4 separate regions of the Mus musculus genome follow, and all the other regions are linked to region 2. A link is a contact called in public Hi-C and promoter capture Hi-C data. All regions are on one chromosome and are shown on one strand. The core of a region is the stretch at or near the end of the contact, and the rest is flanking DNA. Distances in the headings are between cores, read along the strand shown.

Region 1 (2,700 bases), core at 111-2,610, 290 kb before region 2:
ACAACTTTGTGTGGAAGGTCATGTAGATTCTCTCTAGGAGAAAAGGGAACGGTCCTCCTAAGTCCTTGCTGGCACCCCTCCAAGGATAAGGGCACCCATTTGGAGACTGTGTCTTCTGAGAGACAGAGTTCTAAATCTTCTTCCACCAAGACAGCATGGGTGCCAGCTGCTGAAACTCTTGGTGCTTACTTGTGGCATCCACACAGAACTTTTCCGGGGAATGGTCTGTCCTGAATAGCTATGCTTCACTCTAGGTCCTACTCAGTTCTGGGCTGCCTTACTGGTCAGTCTCAGTAAGTTAGAGCAAGACTAGCCTAAGTACCAGTTGATAAACTCATCAACACATTTTGTCACCGAGCAGTTTGCCTGAATGAAGCACCTGGATGGTGTGAGAGAGGCAGGGCAACTTCAGTTTTAAATGGCACACTGAGAGCTTACTCTAGACGAGGAAGAAGGAAACGTGTCCATGGAAACAGGCCCAGGAGTGTTCTACCAGGTGCTCCCACAATGTCTCCGTATCTCCTTTCTGCTTTGTTGTGATTGGCTTCCATCTCAGATAGTCGGTGGCCAACCATGAAGCTCATCAGCTTAGAGCAAAAAGAAACAAGATTTCCTCTTTCCCAATAGATGCAGCAATGTCCAAAATAGAGTTCTTGCCCTTCCTGGCCTGGCTCACCTGAAACCAAGTATCATAGCAAAGGAAAGAAACAGACTCTGATTGGCTGGGCCTGTTCTCACCTCCAGTATCAGCGGACCCAGTTACTCACATAGACCTATGGAGACTGACACACTAGAAGTGGGTGGAAAGCTTGGGTGCTCTTACTGAAAAGAGGAGGAATAGATGTTCGACTACATAACCGTTTGTTAACCTGTGACCACTCATCTTAAAGACATATACTCCAAAGCACAAGAGCTAGGATCCAATGCAGGCCCAGTCATACGTAGCTCAGAAAGACCTGGTGCCCAAGTCCAGGTGAAAACCTTCCAGATAAAGTCAGGGATGTCCGCAGCCTCTCCAGCAAACAAGCCACACAGAGGGCTACTCCTGTTCCATGTCCTCTCAGTATCTAAGCAGTGTGCTTCTCAAGGCTTGTGTTAGCCTGTCAGAATGAAAGGAGTAGCATGTATTTTGATTTCTGTTACAAACACGTTGTTTCAGAAATAAAGTTGGCATGGCAGGAATCTTGGTTGATTTAATCTCTGACATGGGAAGCTCATTTATAGCATCACAGCCTTCTGAATGTTTAAAAACTCAAGTGTTATAAGCCTGCTGTGCTTTTCCTGCAAAGTGCAAAACAGCACTAAATGAATAATACCACCTGGCCCAGCAGCACCAGCAGGATCCAGCATCAAACATAGGTTCAGTCTGTTCCCGGTGTGTGGACTTCCCTCTGCTGGGGCTTCAGTCATCTTGCAGAAATAGTCCCATGCCAAGGAGATCTCTCTCTCTCTCTCTCTCTCTCTCTCTCTCTCTCTCTCTCTCTCTCTCTCTCTCTCTCTCTCTCTCTCTCTCCCTCCTTCCCTCCCTCCCTCCTTCCCTTCCTCTCTCCCTTCTTCTCCCCTTCCCTCCCTTCTTCTCTCCCCCTCCATCTCCTGAATGCAGAAATTCCAGATCAGCTGACTCATGCTGCCTCTTTTCCCAAAATAACCTTTCCCAAAGCAGCTCTCCTCCAGATGCACAGCTAGAACGTTTGATCTTAAAACAACCTAAGATACTCCTGTTTTCCCAGTAAATGTGGGTTTTACACGATGTACCCCTCCACACCACCTCCCTACACCCAAAACCCCACTCACTCTTGGTAAAATTACATGCCTATATAGGGTACTCTAGGTATGTAAGTCTATCTTCTTATTACAAGAGAAGTTTATCACAGGCAAGTTCAGACTGAAGTTGCTTAGGTGTACATAAGCCAATCAGACATTGGCATCTTAGGGAACAGGATATCACATGACACCTGCAAGATAAAGTTTTATATGAATTTATAGGAACGTGTGAACAGCACAGGATCTGTACTCTTCCTAAGCAGTGTGCTTTTCCAGGCTAAAGAAATAATGTTTCTTTTTCTTTCCTTTTTAATCTCACTGTCAGAGGTTACAATTTTGACATTTAGACAGAAAACAGATTGCTTATAGTTTAGAAGCTGATAGAAACTCTTTCTAGAATCTAGCTACAAAGAAATCCACATCAGGGATTTTCAGTAAAGAATGGGACACAGAACAACTAGGGCCTCTCTCTTACACTCCTCATCACCAGTGGAATTAGGGAGTCTTCACCCCCTAGAGCTTCCAGGGACTAAACCACCAACCAAAGAGTCCACATGGCTCCAGCCACATATGTAGCAGAGGATGACTTTGTCAGACATCAACGGGAGGAGCGGCCCTTGGTCCTGTGAAAGGTCGATGCCCTTTGGAGAATGCCAGGGAGGAGACAGGAGTGGGTGGGGAGATGGGTGAGAATCCTCATAGAAGCAGGGAGAGGGAGAATGGGATAGGGGGTTTCTGAAGGGAAAACAGGGAAAGGGGATAACATTTGGAATGTAAATAAATAAAATATCCAATAAAAAAGGAAGTCCTCACCCAAAAGAGGTTCTTAAAGATGAGCCAGGGACCTGCAAGAATAGCATGAAGGTCTGAGGTCAGTTCTCTTTGGATACAGCCCCTATACCCATGCATATTCTCCTAGCATTAAATGGACCTGGT
Region 2 (2,700 bases), core at 47-2,546:
CAATCCCACAAGCTAGGCCCTCTTCAGGAGAATCACAAGTTCAAGGCCAGTTTGGTCTATATAGCTAGTTCTAGGCTAGCTTGGACTTTAGAAGGAAAACCTAGTGTGTGTGTATGTGTGTGTGTGTGTGTGTGTGTGTGTGTGTGTGTGTGTGTGTGTGTGTGTGTGTGTGTGTGTGTGTGTGTTCTATTTTAAGTGTGTGTGTGTGTGTGTGTGTGTGCGTGTTCCATTTTAAGTATATTTTATAAACTTATTACATGTTATTATATTAACATATTATATATAAATAATAAGTTAAAATGTAGCTTTTATGTTCATGAAGCCCTAGCTAGAACGACTAAGAGTAAAAGTTCTAGTCAAATGTTCAGTGCAGTTGATGGTGCTGCAGAGGATACAGGGGATGCCCTAGAGCGTCCTGAAAGGCATCCTGGGAAAGTGAGAGTGAAAATATGAAGGGTGAGGGACCAGAGCTATGATGGCAAAAAGCCAGGGAGTTAGCAAGTCAAAACTTCTGTGTCCAGGGAGAGTAGGATGAGCTTGAAGAAGGGAACATAGAGCTGTGTGGCTGGAATGTCAAACACTGGAGCCTGGGATGGTGGGAATACAGACGGGAGGACTACACGGTGGTCTTCGTGTGAATCTTTGTCTTTATTAAGATGAACCGTTCATTCTCCCTTTCCTCTCTCCCTTCCTAGCCCCCTCCTTCTTCCTGTCTTCCCTTCCTCACTCTTCTTCCTTTCTCCTTCCTTCTTTGCTTCCGGTTGTAAACCCTGGCTGCCCCTTGGGACCATCTAGTCAAAACCTCAGCCAGCAAGATCATTAGGGCTAGGATGAGCATCTCTGGTTTTTAAGGTCTCCCTGGGTGATTCCAGTGTGTGGCTCCAGGAGAAGCCTCCTGGAGACCTAAGAAAGCCTGAATTGTTCGCTTGCCTTTTCCTCCCTCTAGTGACTGTTCTGTGCTCCTAAATCTGCTCTAAACCTGCAGGCAGATGTTACCTCCAAGAAGGTAAATTCTCCTGCCTGACTCTCCACCAGATAGTTGAAGTTTTGAAACAGCGCCCAGGGTGCTGGAAACCCTCAGACCCCAGCCATCAAAGACCTGCGTGGAGGACAGGGAGCTGTGTATACAAATATGTCCAGCCCGGAAGAAACTAAAAACCCTACAGCCTTTCACTCTTTTTACCCTGCCCCTGGAGGAAGCAGGGCCAGCCCCGCCCACACTTCCTTCTCCCCACCGCACCCCACCCCCACCATCCCTTGCCTCTGTTCCATTCTGTCCCCTAGGTGGTGCCAAAGAGCAGTGAGCCTGTTTTCTGTTTTGTTGTACTTTGATCAAGATTAGATCTCTGTTTTGAAAAAGCCCCACTACCGGCAGGTGGAAGAGGGTTTGAAACTGGACCATAGCATCAGAGGAGAGCAGGTCAAAGCCATTAGTAACGCAATTCTGGTGCGAGGTGATGGTGTCATGGCCGCTCTGACTGTAGCAGAAAAAGAAGAGTCACATTGTAGAGAGTGTTGGCTTCCTGTTGGCTTGCACACAGCAGCCAGCTCAGAGAGGAGAGGGATGCGTCAGGGATGTTTTTAGATTCTTGTTTGAATAAACAGATGGGTGTTGGAGTCAGTTCCTGGGGCAGGGAACAGAGGAGCAGATTTCAGGGGTGGAAAATAAGAAAAGTACCAGGGTGGTTATGAACAAATTCAGGATAATGGGCTACAAGAGCCAGGTCACTGTACTCATTTGTGCAGTAAATAATCCAGGCGTGACGGCAGGTGCCTGGAATACCGTGCTTAGGAGAGATGGAGGCAGGGAAACCTAGCTCAAGTTCATCCTTGGATATATAAGGAAGCTTGAGCTAGAGACCTTGTTTCAAAAACACACGCATCCTCACATGGATACACACATTTTCAGCCCTTCGTAATTATCAGGCACAGATTTAAGCTTTTCTCCTTCGAGAAGTTAGACTGGAGCTCGTCCTCTGGTCTCTGGGTAGGACCCTGCCTTACTTCTGCCAGTTGAAAATCCAACAAGGATTTAGCCAGTTCATTCTCAGAGCTGACCACACAGGAGGCACAAAAACCACAATGTTCCTCTTGACTTAAAGAGTTTGTGTCTCTGGGGAGTTTGTATGTTTCTCTTGCCTTCCTGGCCTCAAGTTTATAATCCTCCTGCCTTAAGTCTTTCCAAGTGGTAGGATTACAGAACACCAAGCTTGGCAGAAGATTCCATTTCTGACCTGCTTTTCTGACCTTGACAAAGTAAACTTTTTCTGAAAGTTAAAAAAACAAACAAAACAAAACAACTGGAACCTAGAAACCACATTCACCTGGGACATGACAGTAAAACTGTTCAGGTCTGAAGAAAGGAAACCCACTGTCCTGTTGTCTCATCCATGAACCACAGGAAATATTTCTCCCTGTAAGTCACAGACCTTAACACAAAAGGGCTTTGAGACAGAAAGGACAGTGGGCTTCATCTCAGCACTTTGGAAGTGACAACAGAAGGAGAGTAAGTTCCAGGCTAGCCTGCTGTACGGAGGAAGACTGTCTAAAACTAAAAAAGACAGGAAGGAAATAAAGTACTGTGAGTAACTGAAGAAGAGAAAGTTCTTGGAGTCCCTGAGCAGCAAAGTCAAAGAGCCAGAAAGGCAAAGAGGAATCAATAGAAACCATCTAGCCAGTCTTTCCCAGAGTGATTTCCTT
Region 3 (2,700 bases), core at 47-2,546, 340 kb after region 2:
GGCTTTGCAAACCTGCTTTTAAAGGTGGCTGACACCATAGTGCATCAAAAATTCAAGGAGGGTTATGTTCCTGTTTGGCTCAAATGAAAACTATATATTTTCCTTAAGGACTAGTAACCCACTGCCTAGACACACATGTTTTCTCAAGGTTTTTCTTCACCTCTTGAGAGGCGTGGCATTTCCTATTTGTAAATGTACTGGCACTGGGCACCTTTCATGTCTTCTGCCTTTAAAAATTCAGTACATGGCCCTCAGTTCCTCCAAAAGGTACCATGTACCGTCCAGCGCAGCCATATTTTTAACTCAGTGGTTCCAATAGCAACATAAGCACAAGGAACCGTAGCCAACTTTTCAGAAACTACAGTTTGCTAGATGAGCAATCTACCATAAGCATAGCATGACATCGTCCAATAGTAATGACAGATGTAAGGAAAACAGGTTCCATCCTTATTCGCAGAAAATACCACCAGACTTCCTGCTCCTCTGACTCTTAAAAAAAAAAAATGATTGCATGCATTTACACAGCTGAGCGAAGTCTGCATCTTCACCTATGCGACAGTGAGTATACCGCAGAGGGCCAATGAGACCTAGCTACCATCGTTCTTCTGTGACACAGAGCTAACTAATGTTATCACCCCAAAAAGGGTTTACGAAATTCCACATTAAGAGGCCACCAGACAGGACCGAGGAAAAGTAAACAGCCCGGGCCTCCGACAGCCCGGCTGGCTGGGCAGCTAGCTGGGCCGGGCACCCTGGCCCGGGGCACAATCCCATTTCGGAGCACGTAGAGAATCTGGACAAACCTGTCCCGAGGTGATGTAAGGCTGGTGCCCGGCCCTAGCCTGGAAGCGAGTTGGAGGCTGGCTGGGCCCGCTAGTCTGCAGCCGAGGCCGAGAGCCTGGGGCTTCATGTCAGCCCCTCGCCAGACAGACGGGACCCAGCGCAGGAGGGGCAGACCAAGCGGAGCAGAGCGCCACCAACCCTGCCGCCCTCTTCCTCGGGTGCAGCAGGTGCCTGCAGCGCACAGGTGCGGCCCCGCCCCCGTGTCCCCGCGCGGCCGCCGTCGCCCCGGTCCCTAGCGCACCCCAGGGAACCGAACGCCGGGCCGCGGACACAAACCCTCTGTCCTGACGACTCGGTAGCCACCAGCCCAGAGGTGAGACGCTTACCTGGATGCCCTCGGTGCGGAGCGCTGGGGGCCGAGCGCCACCGCGGGCCAACAGCATCTCCGGCTGTCCTGCAGCCCGGCCCCTGCCGCTCCTCTCCCGCAGAGCCCCGCCCCGCCCTGCCCTCAGCGGGACACGCCCTGGACACGCCCTAGACTGGGCGCTTCCGCTCGGATACCCATGCCGAATGGCTCTCTCTCGCCGTCCATCAAAAACGTACTTCCGGGAGGTGTTGGGGCTTGGAGCTCCGTCCTGCCAATCAAGTTAGCGCCGCTCGGGTGGGGCCGCGCTCGTACCTCCCCCTTACGTAACAGCGCCCAGGGACGAGCTGTCAGTCAAAGAAGCTTCAATCCCTGGGGAGGCTGGGACGAGAAACAAACAGGCACCAGGCCGCCATTGGACGTGGCGTGTGTCAGTCACCATGGATACCCACCCAGAGGTTTATGCGGCAGCCACTATAGCCAGTCTCCGGCAGTGATTGCTGCTAGCTCTTGGCTCCGCCAAGCGTCAGCCGGTATCCAGGCCTGGACTCTGAGCCACTGGCTGGAGAGGGAGGTCTGCAGCTCCCTGGTGGGAGTGATGGGATTTATTAATCAACTTGCTTAGGAGACAATAAGTGACACAGAGTAGAATTTAGCTGAGGTAGTGCTACCTTTACAATAAATCCAAAGTTATCAGGCTTGTTAGAAAGAATTCTGTAAATGTTTCTTCCCGGGGATTGATGTGCATTAGGTTCCATTCCCATAACCAAAAAAAAGACAACCCTGATTTACAACCAGCCATTAAACACATTAGCGTATCAAAGAACGTGTCTCTAACGGATACAAGCATCCTGAAGTTCTGGCCTGACATAAAGCCCCGTTTCTCTGGAGAAAAGCATAATTCTGCCCAGTGGCCAAGATGACCCTCTGTAACGACTATTATCGAACAACACTGATGTACTTAAGAAATAATTCTGGCGCCGGGCAGTGGTGGCGCGCACGCCTTTAATCCCAGCACTTGGTAGGCAGTGGTAGGCAGATTTCCGAGTTCTAGGCCAGCCTGGTCTACAGAGTTCCAGGACAGCCAGGGCTACACAGAAAAACCCTGTCTTGAACCCCCCCCCCCAAAAAAAAAAAAAAAGAAGGAAGGAAGGAAGGAAGGAAGGAAGGAAGGAAGGAAGGAAGGAAGGAAGGAAGAAATCTGGCAATATTTGGCTGTGTAAATCTTAAATGGCCAGACTTGCAGCCTACAGTCTCTGTTTCTACTGTGGCCTGCATCCCTTAGTCCCTACTTGTTACAAGATATGTCTGGCCCCTACTCTAATTTTTCCCCGCCCGGGAAACATGCTGCCTTTCTCCCTAGAAGCCCTTCCCCATGTAACTCAGCCATTTTGGTTACCTGCTCCTTTCAGTTTACCCCTTACTCTCTTAGCCAGTCTCTTAGACCAAGCTGCCTCTCTTGGTTGGCAGCTCCCCTTCTAGCTCTCTGTTTCCACATCTCCTCAGGTGGCGCAGCTCAGTCTGGGGATGTTCACTCTCCCAGATGTCTCTGC
Region 4 (2,700 bases), core at 67-2,566, 270 kb after region 2:
GGGATTTTTTTTTTGCCACTGAGAATCTCCCCAGCCCTTTTCAATCAATGTGTTTATCTCCACTAGATTCTCTTCACCACTTAAGCCCATGCAATGTGCCTTAAAAGTTTCTTTTCCGTGAGCAAATTCTTTGAAATTCCCTTCATATCTAAGCTTAGTTAGAGATTCGGTAGCTTTAACACCTCAAATCATAAATATAGGAAAGTTTCAAGCCCGGGGACAAAAGGCTGAGGTGCCTATTTAACATATCAAAGAGGACCTGGCTGCTCTGTTCTCCTGGTAGCCCTCAACCTCTACCTGTTACCATAGCCAGCCCCCTACCCAAAACTCTCCAGCTCAAGGGGTGGGCTGTGCTTTCCTATATAATCCAGACATTTTAGTTTCTAGCTCGGTGTACCTTTGGGCCTTCTAGCTGCTGCACCTGGTTCCCCTCTCTCCCCTCTCTCCCTTCACCTCCCGCGCCCCCTCCCCGCACTCTCCTCCCTCAGGTGGCTCAGGGTCATGTCCACTCTGGACTCACTCAGATGTCCCTGCTCTACGCTCTTCCTTTTATCTGTAAGAAACTTTAGCCGTATCTAGGAGCAGTTATGTGATAGCTAATATACATTTTAAGTTATTCTTGAAAACACATTCATGATTATTTGTGTGATTGAGGGTTGAGGGTTGAGGGTTTTTTATTTTGTTTTTGTTTGGTGAAGTGAGATCAATTCTTAGCTCAATATACCTTTGCCATTGATAGCGTTGACATAGGAGTGTCACTTGAGGAATCCTCTCTGTTGGATTGACCTGTGGGTCTTGCCTAGGGAGGTGGCGGCCGCGGGGGTGGCGTTGTATTAAGAAAGTAGCTGATAAAGCAACGGGGAGCTAAGTCAGTAAGCAGCGTCCTGCTTTAACCTCCGTCAATGATGAACTGTAAAGACTAAAATGAAATAAGCCCTTTCCTCTCCGAGTTGGTTACAGTCCGTGTTTATCTCAGCAACAGAGACTAGAAAGGGCAGGCAAACTATTATCTTTACTTTGGACCTTTTAGCTTTACTATCTGAGGACCTCTAGGTGAGGATGTGTGTAAAGGGCTTATATACTAAATCCTGTCGATATTTCTTGGTCTTTTTCTCTTCAAACGAGCCTTCTGAATGGTCTCACTATTGAGAGATGCTTTTTAAAACGGTAGAGGACGTGTCCATTCACCCCTAAATGATGCACAGCTCGTTTTTTGCTTTCTTCTTCCATGACTTTTGGTCTCCCTGAGATCCCGGCCGAGACTACATTTCCCAGCAGGCCGTGCTCAGACCTACGGGTGCCCGCATGGGACTGAGGAACTTTGGGGGCGGCACAGTAGCAGGACAGGCTGCTGACGGGCCGGCGCTTCGCGGTTTGAATGGCTGCGGGCCCGGGCCCTGAGCGCATCTGAAGAGCCGCGGCCTCGGGGTGCGCCATGGCATCTGGAGGCAACCAGTCGCCACCGCCTCCTCCAGCTGCTGCAGCCAGCTCGGAGGAAGAGGAGGAGGATGGCGACGCCGCGGATCGCGCGCAGCCCGCGGGGTCCCCGAGCCATCAGATCCAGCAGCGGTTCGAGGAGCTGTGCAGCCGCCTCAACATGGACGAGGCGGCGCGCGCCGAGGCCTGGAGCAGCTACCGCAGCATGAGCGAGAGCTACACGCTGGAGGTGCGTGCTCAGATCCTCCGTGGAGATCGGGGACTCGGGGTGGCCCTAGGATCACTTGGTCGTTTGCCCCGCACCATTGCCTCCCCCTGGCTTTGCGGCCGTCAGAGGAAACTCATTAAGTTTCAGGCTTGCTTACGTGTGAGAATGGCTTAGGATTTATTGTCCCCCACCCCCCGGGCAGATGAAAAGCGGGTGTAGACACACAACATTTGTTGCTGAACTTGGGCACTCTTTTTGGCTGTCATCCAGGTGTAGGCTTGTTATGTTCCGTTCTTGGGACGGGGCTTTGCAGTTGACGAAAATGGCTATTCGGGCTAGTGCCTGTCAACTCTGCAGGCACCTCCCCTGTATGGGCCAATGGGAAGTGACACGGAAGTCCGGATTGTTTTTCAGCTGCCTGTGCGTATGACCCTTTGATTTTATATATGGAAGCTTATCGAAGTAGCAGAGCAAAGAGGCCCCCGACCCGAAGGCTAAGCAAGGTGTTATTTAACTATGATATGGATGTACTTGTGCCATTCTTCTGAGTCGGTTTATTTCTATTTTTTTAAAAATCGACACACATCGAATTCCCCTCTCTCCATTTGTTACACTCACAAAAAAAAGAAACATGGCAGCTTTAGACCTGTGTCTGAGTGACTCTGGACAAGTTTTTAACCACAGTGAAACTCAGTTATGTTGTGTGAGCAGTTTTGTTACTTGTGCCCACTTCAAAGTGCTTACCTAAAGCTTAACTAAAGCAATGTGTGTATGTGTGCAGAAAATTTCCTAGACTGAAGCAGTCTGGCTGAAGAGACCGTAGCCGCCTTCCTTACCCAGTGTTTCCGATAGCCAGGCAAAGAGGAGAACTTCTGGTTTGAAGGACACAAATACTCCCAAACGAATTCTTACTTCACCTTAGAGATGACGCTGTAAATTAGCAAGAATGAGTATTATAACATAGCAGAGACTTCAAATCACAGACTAAGTCATATGAAGCCTGGTGTCACATATGCAAGTGGCATTTAACAGATGCTTAGTAAATTAGTGTGTGT

The links. Promoter capture Hi-C pulls out the DNA fragments that hold promoters and counts their contacts. Hi-C and Micro-C count contacts between places; a contact is called where the count stands out from the background.
Region 1: a Hi-C map of cortical neurons shows a contact between it and region 2, with 4 times the contacts expected there. The contact joins two enhancer-like sites. A contact is called at or near these places in 2 of 484 Hi-C or Micro-C datasets (cortical neurons and embryonic stem cells) and 1 of 115 datasets of contacts at active chromatin or transcription factors (embryonic stem cells).
Region 3: a contact with region 2 is called in a promoter capture Hi-C map of pre-B cells, with 5 times the contacts expected there. The contact joins the promoter of Aktip here to the enhancer-like site in region 2. A contact is called at or near these places in 8 of 39 promoter capture datasets (the C10 cell line, embryonic stem cells, liver and 2 more), 3 of 15 datasets of contacts at CTCF or cohesin (embryonic stem cells, large pre-B cells and pro-B cells), 9 of 484 Hi-C or Micro-C datasets (CD4 T cells, CD8 T cells, the N1E-115 cell line and 2 more), 6 of 115 datasets of contacts at active chromatin or transcription factors (bone marrow-derived macrophages, effector CD8 T cells, embryonic stem cells and 2 more) and 1 of 9 other capture datasets (pancreatic islet).
Region 4: a promoter capture Hi-C map of pre-B cells shows a contact between it and region 2. The contact joins the promoter of Rbl2 here to the enhancer-like site in region 2. A contact is called at or near these places in 12 of 39 promoter capture datasets (the 3T3-L1 cell line, 3T3-L1-derived adipocytes, the C10 cell line and 7 more), 5 of 484 Hi-C or Micro-C datasets (CD4 T cells, CD8 T cells, embryonic stem cells and 1 more), 10 of 115 datasets of contacts at active chromatin or transcription factors (the 230-238 cell line, CD4 single positive thymocytes, effector CD8 T cells and 4 more) and 1 of 9 other capture datasets (embryonic stem cells).

What each region holds. Positions count from the first base shown.
Region 1 is chr8:90,501,766-90,504,465 of GRCm38.p6, forward strand. No RefSeq gene overlaps it. Among named protein-coding and RNA genes, the nearest start is that of Gm35797, 12 kb to the left of the region's middle. Within about 2 kb of position 1,361, at least 18 of the 459 cell types and tissues checked have an H3K27ac peak or open chromatin away from gene starts, as enhancers often do. A contact at or near this core is called in cortical neurons, where this site is marked.
Region 2 is chr8:90,794,250-90,796,949 of GRCm38.p6, forward strand. No RefSeq gene overlaps it. Among named protein-coding and RNA genes, the nearest start is that of Gm19935, 22 kb to the right of the region's middle. Within about 2 kb of position 1,297, at least 177 of the 459 cell types and tissues checked have an H3K27ac peak or open chromatin away from gene starts, as enhancers often do. A contact at or near this core is called in the 230-238 cell line, CD4 single positive thymocytes, CD8 T cells and 11 more, where this site is marked.
Region 3 is chr8:91,132,731-91,135,430 of GRCm38.p6, forward strand. Aktip (thymoma viral proto-oncogene 1 interacting protein) reads right to left here and starts at 1,297. Exons shown (of 10, transcript NM_001302266.1): 1 at 1,170-1,297.
Region 4 is chr8:91,068,741-91,071,440 of GRCm38.p6, forward strand. It overlaps Rbl2 (RB transcriptional corepressor like 2), which reads left to right and starts at 1,317. Exons shown (of 22, transcript NM_011250.4): 1 at 1,317-1,666. The coding sequence starts at 1,436.